2 separate regions of the Pan troglodytes genome follow, and region 1 is linked to region 2. The links are chromatin contacts, called in public Hi-C maps. All regions are on one chromosome and are shown on one strand. The core of a region is the stretch at or near the end of the contact, and the rest is flanking DNA. Distances in the headings are between cores, read along the strand shown.

Region 1 (3,687 bases), core at 987-3,486, 280 kb before region 2:
CTGCCTAGTTCTCCAGGCAGCTTGGGGCCAGAGGCCTAACCCTTTTACACAGAGGGCTTGACCTGAGTTGCCTGGCGGGGGGGGGAAAAATCACAGCCCAGAGAAGACTGTTTAAAGAGGAAGGGAGCCATGTGACCCACTGGGGGGACATTCCCACCCCAATTATTTAAAAGTAATATTTAACATTTAAAAGGTTTTGAAGCTAAAAAGGCCACGCTGCAACTTTGTGGAATACTTAGCTCTGTGGAATTATTTCTTCCCTGTGGGTGCTGGGTGTTGATTTTACGCTAAAAAAAAATTGTCTTTGGAGTCAATGAGCACACAGTATTTGCTCACAAAGAGGCAAAGTAAATTTCTAAACTTTTGGTGTCAAGAAATTGAGGTGTTGCCCACTAGTCTCACCCATCTGTGCTTCTACCCATCAGTATCTCTCTCTTTTCTGCCTGTCCTACTCATCTTGTCTCCAGTAACTTTCATTCCAATTTTCTTTGATAATGATGAGAAATCTTCCACTGAATGCTTACTATACGCCAGGCACTGTCTAAATGTTGAAACACAGCTACTTCATTCACCCTCAAAGCAATCCAAAGAGGTAGGTAAGGCTAAAGGTTCAAGTAGTTAGAGGTTAAGAGACTTGCCCAAGGTAACACAGGTATTAAACAGAGCCACGTGGACCAAAATGCAGGCAACACAAGCCCAGACAGTCTGACTCCAGCCCCTCATTTCCACTTTCTCTCTCCTCTCTGGTGACTGGCTTCCAAAACGGCTGAAGCATTAAATCCTTGTTGGACATCTCTGAGCCCAAAGCTGGAAAACTCTCAGCATCTAGGCCCCCACTTGCCTTGGGAATGACAAGCCCTCACCCTGATCTGCCATCTCAGCTGAACACTTCCTGTCTCCTCAAGAAAACTTAGTATCTACCTTTCTCTTCCTCTCACTTCCCAAACTGCTCAGAAAACGGGGGGGGGGGGGGGGGGGGGGAGAAAACCCACCTGGGGGTCTCAGAGCCTTGGTCGGCACGTGGAGAGGTAACGTGAATTTCCCCTATATTCAAGAGAAAAGGAAGAAGGTCTGGGAGCTCACCTGAAATGCCAGGCTCACTTTTAGTAACTGCTGGCATCCAGTGCGGCAGCGGCCGAGCGCTCCAGTGCTGGGAGCTGAAAGAACAGTCACCCCTGCCCAGGAAATAACCACTGAGCCAACCATCATGCCCTGATTACCCTCCTCAGGGAAAGCCTACCGGTCCCTCTAAAGCACCCTCGTCCCATTCTCAAACCCCTTGTGGAAATCAGAAGCCAAACCTAGCTTTACAATGTCAGGTCTCTTCGCTAGAGCTCTGGTCACGCCCCTCTTCCTGGAGGACTCCAACCACACTTGGCGCCCAGAAACTGCCGCTGCCGCTGACCTTGGGCAGACTGCGCCCTCCCTCTAGCCTCGGTTCCCCCTCCGCTCAGAGGCCCGGGATGGACGCGTGCGGCCGGTGCCGGCGAGCCTCAGGGAAGGCTGCGCCCAGCCAGCTTCCTGGTGCCGCTCACGTGCGCGGCGGCGGAGGGCCGGGCCCTTAAACGGCCCCCGTCCTGGGCTAAACTTCGGTGCTAGCAGAGGGCGGAAGGACTATGGAGGGTGGGGGGCCGCCGCCTCCCACTTTCGGATTCCAGCCCCTGCTCACCCCGGGCCTTGCCTATTTACTCAGAGCCTTTCTCTTCGCCCACCTCCTCACGGAGTCCCACGCACGTCTGTAACTTAAAGGACGCTAAAGTTTGCAGCCCAGGCTGCGAGGCGCGGCCTTGGGGGACGGGGGCGGAGTTAAAACGCGACTCGCGCCTCTTTCCCTCACCTCCACGGCCCCGGGGCATGCCCTGCACCGGTGGCCGCGGAAGTGGGCTGCCCGGAAGAGTAGGGGCTGCCCCAAGGTCGCATCCAGGCCCTCGGACCTGGCCGAGGCCAGCTGTGGGCAAGACAAGATGCAAAGAGCGGCCCGGGCCGCGGGGGTCACGGAGGGGACACGGAGAGTCCTGAGGTCGCGCCAGGGCGGACAGGGGGAGTCCCAGACCTACGCCCCAGCGGGTATGCCTCTCCTCTGGCCCGGCCCTCACCTCAGCAGCCGCCCGCTGCGGACGCCGATCCGCGCAGGCGGCTCAGGGTTCGGTTACGGAGCCTGCGCGCGCCCGCCGCGCACGCTCGCTCCGCCCCCTCTCGCGGCGGGACATGGCCGTGGCCGTGGGCGCGTGCGCGCGGGACCCGGAGGGCGGAGGCCTGCCCCGCCCCGTCTCCATGGCAACGGGCGTGTGCCTAGCCCCAGCGCTGGCTGCGGCGGAACCCACGGCGTACCTTCCCGCCTCCAACAAACTATCCGGTTGCTGAGGTTGATTTAGCAACACCCCAGGGCATCTGGGTTGGCAGGAGCACCACAGTGACAGCCTGGCCCAGGCTCGGGTACGGGAGGCAGCCCAGTGGCCCGCAGTAGAGGGCCAGGCTGGGGACCAGGGAGCTGGGGCTGAGGAGAATTTGTACAGCCTAGGGAGGCGCAGCACAGCAGTATCAGCCTCTGGCATTTGTACCACCTTTAGTCCTGCCACTTTCTCTCACTGTGGCTTCGCAACAGACTTGGGAACCAAGAAAGGCATAGGTGAGGAAGCTGAAGCCCAGTCTGGGCTCGCGGAAGAAACTGGTGGATCCAACTTCTGCATAGCGCAAATATCTGCTTCCTGCCTCCACCCACCCATTCCCACTTCCGTGAGTATATTCATCCATCCAACACTTATTATTACTCCTTGCCAGGACAGTTCTAGGGGCTGGAGATAGAGTGAACAAAACCAAGGTTCTGCCCTCCTGGAGTTCACGTTCCATGGGAATGCCCTTCTTCCAGGCTCCTCCCTCAGTGCCCAGGTTGTGGCTGGGGGAGGCTGGTCTACCTTTGTGGTTTAGCGGTAACTTACGTGATTCCCACGTCAAGTGTAAGCTCCTTGATGATTGGTTCAATCTTCACCTCAAATTTCTGAGGACCTACAAACTACAAAGCACTCTTCTAGGGGCCCAAAGATAAAATGCTCCCCTCGTGAAAATCCCGGACTTTTGGTGGGAGGTGGGGAAGGTGACAACTATGCTCATAAGCTTGGCTACAAGACCGGCGAGGCCAAGAGCTACTTTGGTATCCTGACAAGGACTGATGTTTGGGAGGGGATCCAGCAGATGGGAACACCACGAAGGTGGTGGTGGGAAAAGTCAGCAGTCACAGGGTGGTTCACCTTGTGGATCCCACTACTGCACCAGCAAAGAGCAGGCTGTGCACACAGAGACAGTCAAAATCCCAGCTTCCTTTCCCTCTGCTTCACATTCTTCCTTCCGCAGGCAGGGGAGTTTGAACCTTATCCACAGGGCCAAGCCTGTCCCAGCCCTCTAGGCAAACTGGCAGAACAGGCAGCTGGCCCCTCACAGGCACTCTGGGCTGGGCCAGTGCAGGTCGCAGCAGTTGTTTTACCTATGAACATCAAGCACACGGTCAAACCCCCAGCTTAGGTGCCCCAGGCAGGCGGGCTACACACTTGGTAGCATTTCCTTTGACACAGGAGCAGCCATGGCCCGGGCTCAGAGATTGACAGCCTCTGCCTGCAGGGTCTGCGTGGTCATTTCTCCTGCTTCTCAGAAGGTGGTGAGCTTTTCCCAGGAAACCATTATAAAGAAGTG
Region 2 (4,038 bases), core at 1,338-3,837:
CCTGAGAAGCCGCCTCTGCAGACCGGGCTCCACTGTGGGCATCCCCTCAGTGCCAAGCCCACTGGGGGTTGCCTGGGTGGCTAAGAGGACCGCATAGCCGTTGGGGCTCCCCTGCTTGATGCGTCGTGTGACCTCGTCAAGCTTGGGCTGGTCCAGTCGAAGGCGCTGGGCGATCTTCAGCTGGGTCAGCTTGCTCCCAGAAGTGTGGTCTTTGAGGAGACTGCTGATCACCCCCTGGTCCCCCTCTAGGATGTGCATAGACGTGGGGAAGCAGCTGTTTTTCAACACCAGAAGCCCATTCCAACCCAGCTGTAGTGTCTGAGCGTACTCTGAAAGATTCTTCAGCTTTTTGGTCTCATGTTTTGGCTCTTCCAGAGGCTTGGGTTCGGCCTCTGTGGTCCGGTGATTGCGCTCGCTGTCTCTTGCCTTCTTCCCGTGGGAAGAGTCTGCAGCCTCGTGGTGGTGGTGGTGGTGGCCCCGTTCCTCAGCCCCATGTCTGCTGTTGCTGAGGGAGTTGCTGCTGGACTCTTTGGTCCCTTCACTGGAGTGGTTCTCCTTGCGGCTGCGCTCAGGGGTGCGGTCGGAGCCCCGCTCTGACTGCTGCCCACTGCCCTTGGTCCTACTCCGTTCCTCATATGGGGAATGGGTTGTCCTCCCACGGTCACTGGAAAGGCTTCTCCGTTTCCGCCTCTCTTCCCAGGGCTTGGGCAAACCACGGTCTCCATCTGCCCCCCAACGCTCACCACTCCGGCTGCGCACTGAGCGACTGTAGCCCTCAAGGCTGTTTCGGCGGTCAGAGCTTTTACTGGGGCTGGTCCAGTCCCCTTCCAAAAAAGTCCGGTCTCGGTCTGAGTACAGAAGGTGTGGGGGCGTCCTGTCCCGCACCAGGTCGGCGTCCAGGTTGCGGTGCCGGGTGTATCCATCTGTAAGCAGCTCATAATGCACAGGGAGTGGCGAGGGCTGGTACTGCTGGGGGTACCGAGTCTCCTCTGCTTTGGCAAAATCCACGCGGAGCCTGCGGTCTGGTCCACCCAAGGGAAAACCCCTCATTTTAGCACAGGCGGCCTGGGCTGCGTCCAAGCTCTCGTACTGAATATAGGCAAAGCTATCTCCTTTGACGTGATCAATGGTCCGAATGCTCCCAAAGCGGTCAAACTCTCGGGCCAGAGCCGCCAGTGACGTGTTAGGTCCCAGGCCACCCACCCAGAGACGAGTGGTGGGGTTGGCCTTGCCATAGCCTATCTTAATGGGGTTGCGACCAATCACTCGGCCCGACATGGCCACCTTAGCCCTATGGGCCATGTCCAGGTTCTGGAACTTGAGGAAGGCATAGGCACCGCCCTGGCCACGGGCAGGCCTCTTGATGACCACCTCCTCGATGATGCCATATTTCTCGAAGGCCCTTCGCAGCTCCACCTCAGATACGCTGTGGTCCAGGTTACCAATGAAGAGGTTGCGCGTGGCCCGCTGGTCATCCTCGGGCATCAGGTCCTCCTCACACACAGCTGGGTAGCCATAGGGGCGCCCACGGTCGTCGTACAGCCCGTAGTAGTCCAGGGCCCGCTCCCGGGACAGTCCCACGGCGGCGGCAGCAGCGGCATCCAGGGCGAAGGCTGCGGCGGCGTGACGGGCACGGGGCTCCCGCAGGGGCGGGGCAGCGACGGGGGACAGCGAGCGCTGCTTATACTGGTAGCCTCCGTGTAGCGGGAGGTAGCCGAGCGGGTCGGCGGGCGCGGGCGGCCCTGGGGGAGGCGTGGAAGCGGCGGCGCTGCTGCTGCTACTTCGCCGACTGCTCCCGCCGCCGCCACGCAGGTACACGGGCTCTACCTTGAGCGGGCGGTCGTAGAGCAGCAGCTGCCGGGCCAGGGCGTGCTGGCGGGCCTCGCGTGCGTCCTGTGGGTGCCGGAAATTCACGTAGGCCACACGGCCCAGCTCAGGCGTGTGCGACAGGCGGAGGCTGATCTCGCCGAAGCGCTTGAACTGGTGGAAGAGCCGGTCCTCGAGGTGCTCGGCGGGCAGCGCGGGGCTCAAGCTGCTGATGAGCAACGTCTTGTACTCAGGCGCGGCCGCGGATGAGCCGGGACACGCGGGCTCGGCCCCAGGCGGTGGCGGAGGCGGCGGCAGAGGAGACGCGCGGGGCGACATGCCGGAGGCGCCCGGGTCCCCCGAGGCCTTGCCGCCGCGTCCCCCGCCGCCAGCGCCGGAGCCCGAGGAGCGCCCGCTACTCGCGCGGTGATTCGCGTCCCCGGTGCCGCGGCCGTCGCGATGCCCGCCCCCGCCGCTTCCGCTGCCGCGGGGTTTGTCGCGGGCCCGCGCTGGAACCGGGTGCTTGGCGCCGCCAGAGGCCTTGTGCGCCGCCCGCCGCCCGCCCGCCTCCGCCTCCCGTTCGCGCTCCCGCGGACGCTTGGCCGACGATGACGAGCCGCGCCCGCTCGGGCTAGAGTCTCGCTCGCTCTGCCGCTTCATGGCGCTGGCGCGGCGGGCGGGCGGCCCGTAGGTTTCTCACAGCAGCGGCGGCGGCGGAGGCGGCGGCCGAGGAGGCAGCGCCCCCGGCGCCGCCATCTTGGACAAAAGGACTCGGCGCGGCGGTGGCGGCGGGGCGGGGCGGGAGCGGCGCCGAGGGGCCGGGCATTGCGTTATCAAGGTGCGCCGTCCTGCCACGTGACTCTGCGGCGGGCGGAGCAAGACCCGCGCCGGGCCTGCGTCATCGCGCTGCGTCGCCCAGTGCCATGTGACCCTGTGAGTGCTGGGTGAGTGGGCCCGGGCCGCGCGCTCTGGCGCCACCGCGCGGCCCGCATGGCCGATGCTTGAGGCTACGCGGAGTGTAGTGAACCCTGAGAGGCCGGCGAGACGACCTAACGCTTTGTGCTCCCAGCCGTGCTTTGCCGCTCTGGGTCCAGCTATCTCCTCTTGCAAGCACTGGAGCCCGCGCTGATTGGAGCAGGAGTGGCAGCTTCCATGGCCGTTGGGACCTGGGGCATTGACCCAGTCAGTGGTCTCTTTATGTAGTATCCCCTCAGTCCTAGGACTAGGCTTGAGCAAACCCCACATCACCCTCGTTGGCATCTCCTGCCTGGGATCCGGCGTTGACAGCGCCAAGGACTAATGCATGCCTATCCTTAGACCCTGTCCAGGACCCAAGGCCCACATTCTGCGCATTCTCCACGTGCAGGTTCACCTGCAGCAGTCCCCGAAAAGGCCGTGAGGACAATTGCTGTCACGCAGGTAAAAACCGAAAGCAGAGACAAGCCTGCAGTTGCAGTTGATGGAGTTGGAATAGACTCTTTAACGCCACTCTTGGGTCCCACCCTCTTCTGTGGGCATCTGGGCAGATAGGCTGGAAAGGTAGGGCCGTAAGAGCCAAGGATGAAGAGGCCATATGCACAGATAGTGCCAGCAGTTATCACAGCTTGCCACGCTGACCCCTCGCTGGCCAGTACCCTCCTGTTCATCACCTTCAGGACGACCTCTTCTCCCCAGCTGAGGTGAGGGAAAGGGTGCCCAGGTGCTCAAGCCCATTGAGGAAGCTTTCATTCTCCAAGGACAGTTGCTGGAGCCATGGTAGAACCTGACCCAATTTCCGGCACAGAATCCTTGCGATGGGGAAGAGCAGACCAAGTCATGCCCTCTTCGCACAATGAGAAAGCAGCTCCTGGAGTAGCTCAGGCAGGTGCAGGGGGAAAGGTCTTGGAAGAAAGCAATGGGTTCCACAGCAGCAAGGCCTCCTACAGGCAAACTGAGCTTAGGAGACACAAGTGAAGTGATCTGAGGCAAGAGCAATTACTTGGAAAGCACTGGTTCTTAGTCCGTCCTTTCAGGTGGTTTCTACAGGTGTCTTCATTGAGCCACAGCTCACACCAACAACTGGGTTTCCTAAGCACCAGTGCCACAGAGAGTGGCTTAAGAAGCAGACTCCAGCAAAACCCTGGACCTCAACTGTTAAGACTAATCTAGGGTAAACAAAGGCAAAAGGCAGCTTCCCACTCCCTCTTTGTATAAGCTGACTCCTGCCAGACTTGCAAAAACTGGAACAGACAT

What was found. A called contact is a pair of places that touch in the nucleus more often than the background predicts.
Region 1: a Hi-C map of stem cell-derived neural progenitor cells shows a contact between it and region 2, with 5 times the contacts expected there. The contact joins the promoter of TEX264 here to the promoter of RBM15B in region 2. A contact is called at or near these places in 1 of 7 Hi-C or Micro-C datasets (stem cell-derived neural progenitor cells) and 1 of 1 datasets of contacts at active chromatin or transcription factors (stem cell-derived excitatory neurons).

What each region holds. Positions count from the first base shown.
Region 1 is chr2:55,704,712-55,708,398 of NHGRI_mPanTro3-v2.0_pri, reverse strand. TEX264 (testis expressed 264, ER-phagy receptor) reads right to left here and starts at 2,236. Exons shown (of 5, transcript XM_016941188.3): 1 at 2,097-2,236. LOC107970649 (a long non-coding RNA gene) reads left to right here and starts at 2,264. Exons shown (of 2, transcript XR_001713350.4): 1 at 2,264-2,736.
Region 2 is chr2:55,423,319-55,427,356 of NHGRI_mPanTro3-v2.0_pri, reverse strand. RBM15B (RNA binding motif protein 15B) reads right to left here and starts at 2,587. Exons shown (of 1, transcript XM_516489.8): 1 at 1-2,587. The coding sequence starts at 2,466.